Regions from separate parts of the Rattus norvegicus genome. Here region 2 is linked to region 1. Evidence: chromatin contacts called from public Hi-C data. All regions are on one chromosome and are shown on one strand. The core of a region is the stretch at or near the end of the contact, and the rest is flanking DNA. Distances in the headings are between cores, read along the strand shown. Region 1 holds the start of Elk1 (ETS transcription factor ELK1). Region 2 holds the start of Uba1 (ubiquitin-like modifier activating enzyme 1).

The links. A called contact is a pair of places that touch in the nucleus more often than the background predicts.
Region 2: a contact with region 1 is called in a Hi-C map of Schwann cells, with 5 times the contacts expected there. The contact joins the promoter of Uba1 here to the promoter of Elk1 in region 1. A contact is called at or near these places in 9 of 12 Hi-C or Micro-C datasets (the A7r5 cell line, Schwann cells, frontal cortex and 5 more).

Annotation. Positions count from the first base shown.
Region 1 is chrX:3,690,582-3,697,391 of GRCr8, forward strand. Elk1 (ETS transcription factor ELK1) reads left to right here and starts at 2,784. Exons shown (of 7, transcript NM_001108059.3): 1 at 2,784-2,873. It overlaps Uxt (ubiquitously-expressed, prefoldin-like chaperone), which reads left to right. Exons shown (of 6, transcript NM_001006982.1): 5 at 1,010-1,073; 6 at 1,263-1,363. The coding sequence ends at 1,316.
Region 2 is chrX:4,077,025-4,083,834 of GRCr8, forward strand. Uba1 (ubiquitin-like modifier activating enzyme 1) reads right to left here and starts at 3,665. Exons shown (of 26, transcript NM_001014080.1): 1 at 3,491-3,665.

The DNA of each region.
Region 1 (6,810 bases), core at 1,534-4,033:
TCAGCAGTCTGGGCAGGAGGATCTTGAATTGGAAACCAGACTGGACTATATAGTCTCAAAAGGAAAGCTCTCAGTGAAGCCAAACCTGAACAATCTTCGAAACTGAAGCCTCCTCTTTCTACCTCTTCTTTAGTATTTAGTTCCTTATACTATTTATTTCCTTATACTTAACACATCATAATTGTGTTTGTATACTTTGTCTCTTAGTAAATGGCTTAGTGCTTAAGTGTACATACTGCTGTCCAGAGTAACTGAGTTCGGTTCCCAGCACCCATGTCAGGTAGCTCACAACCACCTGTATCTACAGCTCAAGGAATCTCATATCATCTAACATCTGTGGAAATCTACATTCATGGTATATTTCCCACACATATAACACAGATAATTAAAAACTAAAAATAAAGTTTTTTAAAGGAGCTCCAGGAAACCAAGAATTTAGTTTCATTTACTGCTGTTTCTGCTATTTCCCTATTTTAAGTTGCCTGGCATACAGAAGGCATTCAATAATCTTCCCTTCTTATCATCATATAGTCATTGTGATGGGTTTCATAAAGAGTTTCTTTCAAGTATATCACATAATTTGATCGTATTCATAGACCCATACCCCCACTTCCTTCATCCCCATAATCTTTTTTTTTTTTTTTTTTGGAGCTGAGGACCGAACCCAGGGCCTTGCGCTTGCTAGGCAAGCGCTCTACCACTGAGCTAAATCCCAAACCCCTCCCATAATCATTTTTTAACAATTGTTACTACATTTTTTTCTGAGTACATGTGAAGGTTTAAAATCAGTTCTCTCCTCCACTATGTGGATCCTGGATATTGAAATCAAGTTGGCCCTATCACCCTTGATCTTTAAATGGGGAAATTCCAAGAGGTAGCCAGACATCTCTGCATAGGATCAGGGCAGGTCATCCAGGATACAAGCGTTTCTTGAAGTGATGAGGAAGAGTCATCCTCACAGCCTTAAGTGGGGCCCATTTTGCCCTTTCTTGTTCCTTTTTTTTTCTAGGCTCAGCGACAGCCTCACCAAGGACTCCATGAATATCAAGGCCAATATCCACATGATGCTAGAGGTGAGAGCAGCTCACTCCACTCGACCCTTCAAATATATTTAGGGTGATAACCTGAAGACAGGAGAAATCCAAAGAAGGGAGGGGTCATCTTTCCTTCTAAATTAAAAACCAAAGGAGTGAAAATCAGAGCAAACCTGGGACAAGACCTAGACCCAGCCTCTGTTCAGTATACTTTGTCCTCTTTTACAGGGACTTAGAGAACTACAAGGCCTGCAGAATTTCCCAGAGCCATCTCCCCATTGACTGCATCTTCCCAGCCTCCAATATTAAACAGCCTGAATGCCTTGGAATCACATAGCCCTTTTTTCCCCTAATTTTCACTAATTGACTAAGTGCTCCAGAGACCAAAATTACTGGAAGACCCATCCTTTCTGTTGAACCTCTAAAACATTCTTGCCTTTAGAACATCTTGTATTTTCCTCCAGACTTTATGCTTTACCCTCTTTTGTCACCTTTCGAACCTTGACACTGCTCCTCACACTTTAATTCCTTTTCCTAGATATTTGTATTGGTGCCCTTTGTATTACCATAAAGAATGGACTGATTGGTGAGCTGAAGATGAGATTCAATTGGTAGAGTGCTTGCATATCACACATGAAACCTTAAATTCAGTCCCCAGTTCTGTGTACACAAGCTGGATGTGTGGCACACCTGTGACCAGGTCACTCAAAAGATAGAGGCAGAAGGATTTTTAAGTTTAAGGCAATCCTGGGCTACATGAGACCCTTGAAACAAATTTTTAAGGTTCCAGTTCAAAGTGATTTGTTTCCATGGCCCTCAGCTTTTTACTTCATATCCTAAGGGTTATTATGGTTTCACAATCCAGTGGTCATCCAGGTACCCTAAATATCATTACCACCCAACCCTTAATTTGGTCCCTAAATAGTGGTTCCAATAGTTCTAAATAGTTCTAGTTTCCACCCGTAGACAGATCCTGCCCTCCCTGCTACAGCCCCTACAGCCTAGGTTTTAGTCCAGTCTTAGATAACTAAGAACCAAATTCCATCTGTATAACTGACTGCAGCTTGCCTCTGCCCTTGTAGACAGTTAATTTCCACCTCTCAACTCCTCTGTATATCTGGCAGCCGCTCCTGCCTCCTCCCTCTGCTGGATTCTAAATTCGTCTTGCCTAGCTAATTACCATAGCTTTACCCTACCCGCCTACATAGCCCTACCCTGCTGCTATTCCCCTTTCTAAATAAGTCCTGTTTCCGCTGAACCGTTTGATGAGCAGCACCACCTACTTTTATGTTTTGGCCGCTGTCTGGGAGTTTCCACCAATCAGCTGAAAACAGAGCCCATCCAACCACCCCTCCATCCTCTGGGGCTGTCTGTCTGCCATCAATTCTCATTTAAGCCAATCGGTGTGAACTGGGCGACCTCCCTCGGCCCCGCCCCAACCTTGGCACTTGGCTAACCAGTCTTAGACCCAATCGGCATGAAGCACTAGCGCCGCCCAACACCTACGGATTCAGTCGGCTACCCGGCAGTCCATCAATCCCCTTTAAGCCTATCATGTCATAGCTCTGTTAGGATTCCAATACCACCGCCACCAGGCCCTGAAGCTGCGCTTGGAGTCTTGGCATTTTATCCAATCAACGAGCAGCAGAAGGCTTGGCTCCTCCCACGAGGGCCCACGTGAGCGCTGGGGAAACGCAGGGGCGGCTTCTGGTTGCTGCTTCAGCCGCCGCCGCCGCCGCCGCCGCCGCCGCCTTGGAACCCGGGCCTGGGGGGCGGTGGGGCCTCGTATGGAGCCCCCGCCCCCCGGAGCTGCCGCTGCCACCGCCGCGCCACACGCAGGTGAGCCCCAGGCCCACAAGGTGGAGGCCCCTGACCATGACCCTACGTATCTTCTCCCCCACGCAAGGCTTGGCCCGGCCTGCCGGTGTTTGGCTCCACTACCATCAACTGATTGTCCTTGCCTGCTCCTTTTGCCCTTTATAGTGGATCTGAACGTGAACTAACCTCCTGCTGTCTGTATAATGGATCGGTCTGTGAGCTTATGATTTTCCCCACCCCAACTTAATGGACTCGTCTGTGGTCTTGCCCTCCCCAACCCCCACTTAACTGGGAACGAGTCTGTTGCATTGTCCAGTCCCCCTTTAGTAGTAGATGTGTCTAAAATGTTTCCATTTCCCCTAGCCTCATATTTAAGGGGAGCCTTCTGTAGCCTTGTTTAGTGAACCCCTCATGTTTATTGTAGTGAATCAAAATATGGCACTCTACCCACTCCAGACACCCCATGTTTGTTCAACAGTGAGTTCACCCAAGTTTATATTATTGCCCCTTGGGTCTCCCCAGTGCACCTCCTCCTACTGCCCCCATCTTACCGTGAATTAGTTTGCATGCTTGCATTCATATCCCTCTATCACCATCCTGACTTTTCCTCCTTTATATGTAGACTCCGATCTTTGGACTGCTTCCTTTTAACAGTGGGTCAATTTGGTGCTTTGTATTTTTGTATATATTTTTGTATATTTTCAACAGCCCAGTCTATGGCCTTGTCCTATCCTTCATTTTAATTAATCATTATGTCATTATGTGATGGCTTTTCTTCTCTGTGGTTGTAAAGGAATCAGCTTAAACCATATCTCACTTCTGTAATGGTTCTGTTCAGAAACCTTCTGCCACCCCAGTGTTTACATTCTCTCATATCCTTCAGAGTTCAGAGCTTGCAATCCCTCCCCAAAGAAGATAGGCTTTGTACTTTTACTTCCCTCCTTCTCTCCATGTACTGGGTCAATCTTCTCTGTCCCCCATCTCTTAGGAGGTCCTGTGTACTTGTGAAACCCAGGGACTTTTAATGTATACCATGTCTCCTCATAGACACCCTTAAGCACTAGACATTTTACTTTGCTACAGTACTCAAGTACAGTAGTGGTCCTAATGTTAATGACAATTGGATCTAACCTTTATACTTTACACTTACTGTGTAAGCAGGCAGAGTGTTCTATAGTCTCCAGCTTGCTTATTCCTCATCATAGCCCTGTGAGACAGGTAACTGAGAAAACTAGGGCATATGAAGGTTAAAAGCCTTACTCAGAGATGGCCTAGTAACTACTTAGGTAGAAGAACACTTTTGACATGCCCCTCTCTTACCTCATTGCATCCCATAAGAGGGTGCATTCCTTAACAGCCAAACTTGTTCCAGTTACCAGGCTTTTGTTTCTGCTGTGTTTTCTGCCAACAGAGCTGTCTCATTCTACACTGGTCTCAGGACCCATCACCTCAAGTCCCAGCAGTGCTTAACTACTTTCTCCCTGTACTGGGCTAAAATGGGGGAGTCAGAACTATATCCTTTCCAGTCTGGATAAAAAATATATGGGTTAATTAAACAAGTCAACTCTCCTTACCTCCTTCATCTCCACATTTCAGACCCATGCTACAGCATTGCTGACCTCCTCACTGCTTCTCAAAAATAGCAGGTACAGGCGGGCCTCAGGGCCTTTGCATTAGCTCTTCTTTCTCCCTTAACTCTACTCCCATATCTCTGTGTGGCAACTTCCAAGGTCCTAAAACCCAAAGGAATTTTTTCACTACCCTGTGCAGGGAGCACACTAAAGATATTTGTAAGAATGCCATTTGAGAATAAAATGAGTGTGAAAGGATGTGTTAACAGAAATGTGACGTTGGTGATTTGAAAAGGCGTAAATAGAAAAGATGTTTGAGAGAGTGCTTACATGTCTTTGCATCTGAATAGTGTTATTTCAGTAAAACAAGTATTTGTCACACTGGTGCTTGGGATATAATGTATAATGGTGCATAAAAGATACATATAAAAATGTTTCAAATGATGTTTTTTGTGTGAAACAAAGTAATCAACATCCACCCCTCCTTGACCATCTGATTTTGCATACCCAGCAGAGTTCACATCTCTTTCCTCCTTGCTTTGTCCCTTTGTACTCTATCATGGTTAGGTACACTATACAGCTTATATACATGTCTATCTCTTCTCAGAATAAACATCCTATGGGGACTTACAGGCTTTATCTGCCTATTCAGTGTTCTACCTTCATGTAAAAATGTGCCTTCTGTACAGTAGGTACTTGAAATAATCTGCTGCACAAATTAACTTGGGGGAGGTGTAGTATCTAGACTGTTGGTGATGGCTCACAGCTATATATTTCCAGCATGGAAGACCAAGAGAGAATTTACCAGAAATAAAAACTAGCCTGGGTGACATAGTTTCAGACCATCCTGAACTATAGAGTGAGATCCTATCACAAAACTGACAATGAAAATTGTATCCCAGACATCACCAAGGTGGGTGCAGATATAAAAGAAAAGAGATGTAAGAATATTAACAGCTATTCACTAAGCACCAGGCATTCATTCTAGATGCTGGAGATATGGAGAAGCAGAACAGGCAGAAATCCCTGTACATAGAAAGCAGACATTACTAAAAGTGAGGGAGACAGACTGTATAAATAGGTAAAATTAGATATCACGTTGTACAAATGCTAAGGAATAGACATGAAGTGGGACAAATAGGACTAGGGTATCAAGGTGTTTGAAATCTTAGAAACAAGGCATGCTACACTTGAAAATGTGACTCATGCGTTAAGGCCTGAAGGAAACAAAGGAGGACACCATAATGTGTACCAGAAAGAACACTCAATGCAAAGACCCTGAAGCCCAGATTATGGCTACTACGTAAAAAGCCAGTGTGGCTGGAAACAAGTTAAGGGGGAGGGGTAGAAGACAAGGTCATAGAAATGATGAAAGCCAGATGGTAGAGTCCTATAGAAAGTTGAGGGGGAGGGAGGAGGATGACACACAACCTAAGGGCTAACATTTATGGTGTTTCTACCATGTGCTATAGACACTTTACATATATAGACCTTTTTTTATTCTTTTTTGATTTGAGAGTAAAATATCCTATTTTACAGATATTCAACAAGGCATAAAGAGGCTGAACAACTTGCTCAAAGTCACACAGAACAGGGCAGAGTGTGAGGCTGTGAAGATCAGGACAGAGCAAATTTGCAAGGACAAACAAGTTACTCCATGCATTCAATGCAGAGGAAAAATTCTACCTGGGAGGGATTAGATGGTGTGATAGAATTAGTCCAAGGAGGAAATAGCACTCCTGGCAAGGAACATTGTGTGCCTCAACTAGACACTTCAAAATTATCCTTCCCATGAACATCAATATGACTTGCTACCTCCCTTCCACCAAACATCACTTCCTCAGGGAAGTGTCCTACTTGTCACTCTGGGATCTTGCCCGTTTGTGTTTTCTTCTTAGAGAACTGGCCTTGAGGGGCTAGGAATGCTGAGTTTTAACTCTGACTGCCAGCATCCAGCAACTCACCCAAGGATGAGACCTTATTTAACATCTTTCTCCACATTCACTGACCTGTCTGCAAAATGGAGACAGTAACGCAATCCACCTTTTGGATGGTGTTATTATTTTGTTTTCTTTTTTGAAACAGTTCTTACTGCCCTATGAATGTGTGGGTTTTACTAACATGCAGGGACTGTGTTGTGTCCTAAGCTGTTTTGAGGCACCCAGCGAGTGAGGTAAGGAGTGGAAGGAAAGGCTTCTGAGAAGGGCAGGTGACTAGGATGCTTGCTAGGACCTATGTGAAAGAAGCAATAATCAAATGCTGCCTGTGTCTTTGGTAGGCTAGACACTAGTTGGGCAGATTTCACTCAGCTGCTGGGTTCTGGCATAGCTCGGAGGAGGTGGTGAAGTTGCCTATCTTTGCCACTAGGGGTCACACTGCACTCTGAA
Region 2 (6,810 bases), core at 2,415-4,914, 390 kb after region 1:
GATCAGACCAGATCCAATGACTCTGAAGTCCAAGCCACTTCTCAGAGCTAGCAAATTTCATGCTCTCAATTGTCCTGATCCTACAAGGCAGGATTTAAAGTCCCTGTTGAACAAATGAGAAAACTGAACTCATATGATCAAGTGACATACTAGATCCCAGAGAAGGCAGATAACAATACAGCCTGCTGTTGGAAGTGAAGTCTAATGGTGGTAGATTCAGATAAATAGAAGATAGGACCTAGAATCTCTTTGTAGGCCCAGTAGCTTTTCAACATACCAAGCCTTTGCTTATACCCTGAGTTTTCTGTTCATACAACTCTTACAGTGAAGCCTTTTCTGACCCCAAAGACCACCAACATACCTAAGATTCCATCTTGGCACTGTCACATTCTAATATGAACACAATGACAAGCGCTCCTCACTATCTACCCTATCAGTCACAAGAGAAAGGGCTTTGTGTAATGCCAACAATGCCCGTGAACTATACAAGCCCACTCTCTTACCATAAATAGAAAGTGAAAGCTTGGAGAACTCTCACTTCCCCTGGCTCATGTCATTTGTCCAGTTTGTATGGCTCTCCTAGATGAGTAGTGTCAGAATTTGGCTTTGGGTCCAGCTCAGACTGCTCAGAGATGGGAGGTAAAGGAAGGGAGAAGAGGGGAAGTAGGAGGCTGCCTAGGGTTGAAGTCTGCTGGTGAAGTTGCTGGAAATGCTTAGATCTAACTTGGGTAGGAAGAGAATTGATAAACTGGGATGGAGACAGAGGTAATTCCTATTTTGCATTTACTGGCAGTGACTTGGCATGCAGATCTTATTTCCTCTAAGCCCATTTTCTCCAAAAAAATGGAGAGATAAGGAACTGTCCTCCTGATGAAGCTAAAGAGGCTATCTGTGGTCAAAATTCAAGGACCTGAGGAGAGAGGCTCCTCCCAAGGCACCCACAAGGGCCTCCATTACTTAGTTATCTCCTTTCCCTTGTCATTGGGTGGTTTGTTCCAGGCATATTCTTTCTCTACTCCCCACATCAGACAAAATCCAGAGCAGAGAGCTCTTTATCAGACCTTAACCTTTCCACCCCCACCCAGTGCTGGCAGCAAGGCTCTAAGTAAGCAGGTTTGGGATCACTGTTCAAAAGTAGACTTCAAAGCCAGGTGTGGCAGTACAAGCCCACAACCACAACACTTAGGAGGCAGAGCCAGGAAGACTCTTAAGTCTGAGGCCAGTCTGAATTATGCAGTGAGACTCTATTTCAAAAAAGAATATAGGAAGGGAGATTTCAAATGTCAGGTTTTGGAAAGCCCCTTTATCAAGGCAAGCAGAAGAATTTGGGACAGAGATTCTGGGACAAGAGCTAGAGATTCCCCTACTCCCATCCAAAAATAAAACCAAAAAGCAAAATACAAAAAAACCCCAACAATAAAAAACAAAATAAAACCAATCTCCATTCATTCTCTCTCAACATGTGCTCAGCCTTCTTTGTTAGAATTTATTTTCTAAAACCTACTTGGCAAAGCTGAAATTAAAGCATTTCAAACTTATCTGGGGTCTCCAAACTGATGACTGAAGCCTGAGAATATTCTAGAGCAAGACTGAGCAGGGGAATCTGGGTAGGCTTAGGAAGCAGAGCCAGCTGACAGATATTGTACAGGGGAAGATGCTGAGGCTTGTCAAGCTTCCTGAGAGATTTTAAATGAGAAGTCTTGAGGAGTGTAAGAAAGGCATCAGAGGAAGTGACTGAGCTCAAAGAGCTGTGAAGGAGATAATAAAAGACGCCTTATAAATGGTGGGGGTGTTGGACAGAGGTATTAAAGACTCAAACCTGGATTTCTAGAAAGAGGTGAGAGAATGTAGACCCTGAGACTACTACAGGAAGATTCTGGGGCTGACAGGCTTAGATTCTAGTGACAGAAACCCTTCAACCAAAAGTAGTGGGAATGCACAGAAAAATGACTTTGATGTTGACACTGTAGTGACAAGAAGCTACGAGATTAAGTGCTAAGAGGCTAAGAGAGGTCTCTGAGGGCAGACTCTTGGAGAGGGATTTCTAATGGAGCAACAAAGGCCTTGTGTGGATCTAAACAGGTACCACAGCTGCTGATAGGGTGAAGGGAAGATGAATTTCAGACAGTTCAAGCCTTAAAAAGGTTACAAAGAGCTAATCATGGTGGTATACACCTTTGAGTCCAGCACTAGTGAGGCAGACAGAGGCAGTGAAACTCTGTAATAATGATGATAATAGGTTACCAAGCAAATATTGGCTAGATCTCCAAATAGAGTTAGGTTTCTCTAATCAATTCTGTGACTCCATAGTAAATAGATACTGAGGTTTTCTACTCCTGTGGAAGATAAATGGGCCTGCTGGGGAGAAGGGGAGTGAAGTCAAAAGCAAATGCTAAGAGTCTCTGAATACTAGGAACCTTTAAAAAGAATGAGGGTAGATTCTGAGGCCTGTTGGTAGATTAAGGGATTTATAAAAAGAGAAACTAGAATGCTGGTCTGCCTTTGAAGGCAAAATTTGGGTCTAGGATGAGACCATCTGGCAGATGGGGCTACAAATAAAGAGTCTGAAAGAGTAGATGGTGGCAAGAGATCACTAATGGAGAACTATGTCCAAACAGGTCCTCCCCCGTGTCTAGTCCCCTGAGAGAAGAAAGGAAATATACTGGAGGTTAAGAATGGCTGATGGAGAAGACGATGCTTTGAGAACAATGAGAGCATGAAAAAGGGGGGAGTCCCTAAAAGCAGGGAGAGTCTCTAAAGGTAGATGCTGAAAAGAGTCTAAGAATGCCAGGCGTCCATGTTGGAGGATGCTATGTCAAAGTGGTATTCGGATATCTCAAATGTAGGAATGGGTTTCCCGCGGAAAGGCCAGGCACAGAGCTTTTCACCGGGTTTAATCCAGATGGCAGCTCTAAGGACAGATAGTATCCTGAGAGGGGGAGGGGGAAACTCTGGATGAAAATGCTAGGCAAGGCTCTTCTTTCGGAGATGAAGGCCACACGGACCTTTCCTGAAGTCTGGCCCCTCTTAAGCCATGAGGGCAAATACTGAAGGGCTAGGAAGAGTCTCAAGGGAGATTTCGGGGCAGGTCTTCAAATAGCACACAAGTATGGACGGCTTTCCTGAGCAGCGACGCCGAATTCCGGTGCCTTTATGGGAGACTGTGCTCGGAGTTCTGATAGGAAATGCATGGCTCAGGATTGGATCAAGATATCTTGTTATAGTGCTACACCCGAAGCCTCCAGAAGCAGAGATAAGGGTATGATGTCAAGGTCAGATTTCGGAGCCCAAGGGAATAGGGTGGTCCTAGACAAAAATGATCCATCCCGCCCCAGGATTTGCACACCCCCACACCCACTTGTCTAGTGATTCCTAATACCCAGGTCACCGCAGTGCACTCAGACATCGGGCTGGCAAAGAACCAGCAGGGACCCTCCCATACCTCCCTGAGCCCTTGCGCTTCGAGCCAGGTGCAGAGAAAAGCTATTACCAATGCCGGTTCCCCGGGTCGTGCCGCCGCCAACTCCTCAAGGAGCCGAAGTCAAGCTCGGCCGCCACCCTCCTCTTTCTCCTTCTCCTCCCTGCCGCCTGGGCCAGCTAGGATCACTGTCGCCTTCTCCTCCCCCGACCGCGGTGGTTGTGGTCTTCCTTGACACCCTCCTTCACCCCAGCAGCCGACACAAGATGGCGGCGGCAGAGCCCAAGGCCGGAACAAAACCCTGAGCCCCACCCCCAGAAACCCGGATGCAAGAGGACCGCGCCCACTCATGAATCATGTATTTTCCCTGCCCAGGTTGGGACTTCTTTAACTAGAAGGAAAACAGCTCCACCAAGTGGCTGTGGAGGCAGTAACTAGAAAAACAGGTAGAGCATGAGGCCATGCCCCATGAAATAGGAATAAAGAATTACTACAGCTAAGCTGTCAAAGAAATCAAGGAAGGACCTCAAAGCCATTCTTCCTAATCGTGAATTATGAAGCAAGGTGATGGGTTTACTAAGACTAGGCAACCAGAAAGAAGATGTTAAAGCATGCCAACCACACCCAATGCTCATGAATAATGAATGATCTTGCAGCTGCGGGAATCAAGGAGACCAAAGCTACATCTTATTCATGAATAATGCACGAGACTCAGTGGGATAGAACAAAAGAAGCAAGCCTGCCTTATTGCTCCATCTAATACCCAGTAAGCAAGAAACAGGGTCACTGCAGGAAAAAAAAGCACTCCTCTGCCTCCTAAATACTAAAGGAAGCTGCTGGAGCCAGCTCAATGTGAAAACAGAGAGGTCAAGAAAGGTTATACCTACTGGGTGTGGTGGTATACACCTTTAATCCCAGCAGTCAGGGCAGAAGCAGGAGGATCTCTGAGTTTGGGGCCTGTCTGGTCTACAGAGGGAGTTCCAGGACAACCAGAGCTACCCAGTCTCGAGGTGGTGGAGGTGGGTGGGGACACAAAAAGAAAGGTAGTGCACAGGCTGTGCTTACATGCATGGTGCCACAGGACTTTTCTCTCAGCACTGGGAAAGTGGAGGCAGAAGGCTCATTAGTTTGAGGTTAACAGGAAACCCTGTCTCAAAAAAAAAAAAGTACCAATCCCATCCAGTTCATGAATTATTCATGAGGCTTGATGGGCAGCTTCCCATCCAAGGTGGCCCTACCCAACAAGCGGAAATTATGAGACAATAGTCAAGGCATTTGTCATAAGGATATAAAGGATAACCCTGCAAAGCCAGAGTGAGCACAGTCCTTGACCACTTGGGGGCTTATCTTGTCTTAGCTAAATACAGACTCACTACATGCCTTTGAAGGCAATGATAGTAATGAAACTAATCCACCTCGGTTGGAGGTGTAGACTACGGATAAAGCACTTCAACACCCTCGGTTCAATCCATAGTATCATAAAAAACAAACAAACAAAAAAACCACAGCAATCCCCACCTCAAAAAAACCCAACCAAGACTGATGAAATGTGTTATGAGAATGAATACAGAAGGGCCCTAGAGCAGTGCTGCCACAAGGCCCTGTTACAATGTTCAAATATATGCAACTAAAGGTAATATTTGCATTAATCTAAAATTACTTAAGTTTGAGGGTATATCCAGCTATTACAGAACTTATCAACTTGATTGTTTCCAGATCAGAAAATGAGATTTGAGAACAAGAACTTACCTTGTGATTGAGTAAATGTGTAGAAAGGGTTTAGAAATAGTGCCTGGCACATAGTACTGTATAATTAGCCTGAGCGGTAGCAGCACTATTTTCTTAAAAGACGGGGTTTGTTGGTGTGCGCTAGCACAGCTCCTGTAATCCCACAGTACTTGGCAGGCTGATGCAAAAGGAGCACTAGTACCTGGCAAGTCTGAGGGAAAACAGACCCTAGAGAAAGAGACAGAAGTAGACACACACAGAGCGGGAAGAAAGAACAGAGAGAAGAGGGAAAAGGAAAAAAGAGAAAGAGGGAGAAAGGTTGGAGACCATGCTGGTTTCAAACTTCCCTATTCAAGAGATCCTTATGCCTCACTCAGTGTCAACTACTCCTAACTTCACACAGTACTTGGCAGACTGAGGCGGGCAGATCCCTAATTCTCTGCAAGCCTTGGGAAACATAGCGGCAGACTGGTGGTTGAGGGAGAGGGAGAAGGGAGAAGGGAGAGGAGGCAGGGAGGAGAAGGGACAAGAGTCATGGAGCTCGCTCGAATTCAGTAATGGCATCATTAAATTGGCTTGGGGGCGGGGAACATTATCCAACTCTGAAACCTGACAGATCAGATTTGAATCCTAGTTCAGCCATTCACTGTTTGGCTTTAGGACAAATTACTTACCTGTCCTGTATCTCAGATTCCTCATCTATGAAGTAGGATGAAACCTACTTTTGAGAAGTTGTGAAGATAAAATGGATTAATAAAAGTAACTAAATGGGTGTAAATTATTTTTATCTGCATACCCACTTTTCGGGCTGCTGAAAAGACTTGCCAAAGACGGGACTTGAGTCCAGAGTCTCGGGTTAGTAATCAACAATTTCTGAAACAAGGCATGAACAATACCTGCAGCATCATCTCTGGCATTATCTAATAGACGCCAGGTTTAAATGCTGGAACCTGTGAGGGAAAGCTAACTGCTGATCCAGGCCACGCCCCTCTTAAATTATGCATAGCACCCGTAGAAAAGCTTTTTATAAAACCCTCCGGGCGCTACTCACCTTCACAGATTATTGTATAGGTTATCAATAAACTCTAGATTGTGAGGCAGACTTCGGGATACCCCGTCAACACGCCCCTTCCGCACGCTGATCCGCCCCCTAGAGAGTAATTCATAAGCTGACACTTCTAGCACTTCTAGTGGACCAGATGCGAAAGAGGCTTCACACCGTAGCCCCACCCCTCAAAAATGAATAAAGCAGCAGCCAAGGACCGCTCAGTGGCCCAGTAGCCCAACGTCCGCTTGGAAGACCCTGGCAGACAGTCTCTCCCGGCCTCCGTTAAGAGGCTCCTCTCCAAGCGTCTGGGCCCCTGAAGTGTCCGGGTTTCACAGCCCAGGGTAAACCAGCTGCGCAGACCTCATCACCTAGTCAGAGGTCATAAAGGCCACCGATACCTCCACAGTGCCACGTCGGTGCTGAACGTTCCCACTGTCACCCGGTCTGGTCCCAAGACAAGCCCTCCCCAATTCCAGCCTTGACTTTAGTAACTTCAAACTTTTCTCCCTTGGAAAGCCTGAGAATTTTGCCCGCCAACAGAGTACTAATACACAGACCCCGAGCCTCCCCCAAGCGCCCCCTAAGCCCTGCTTCCAAGGGGTATAAATCTGCGTCT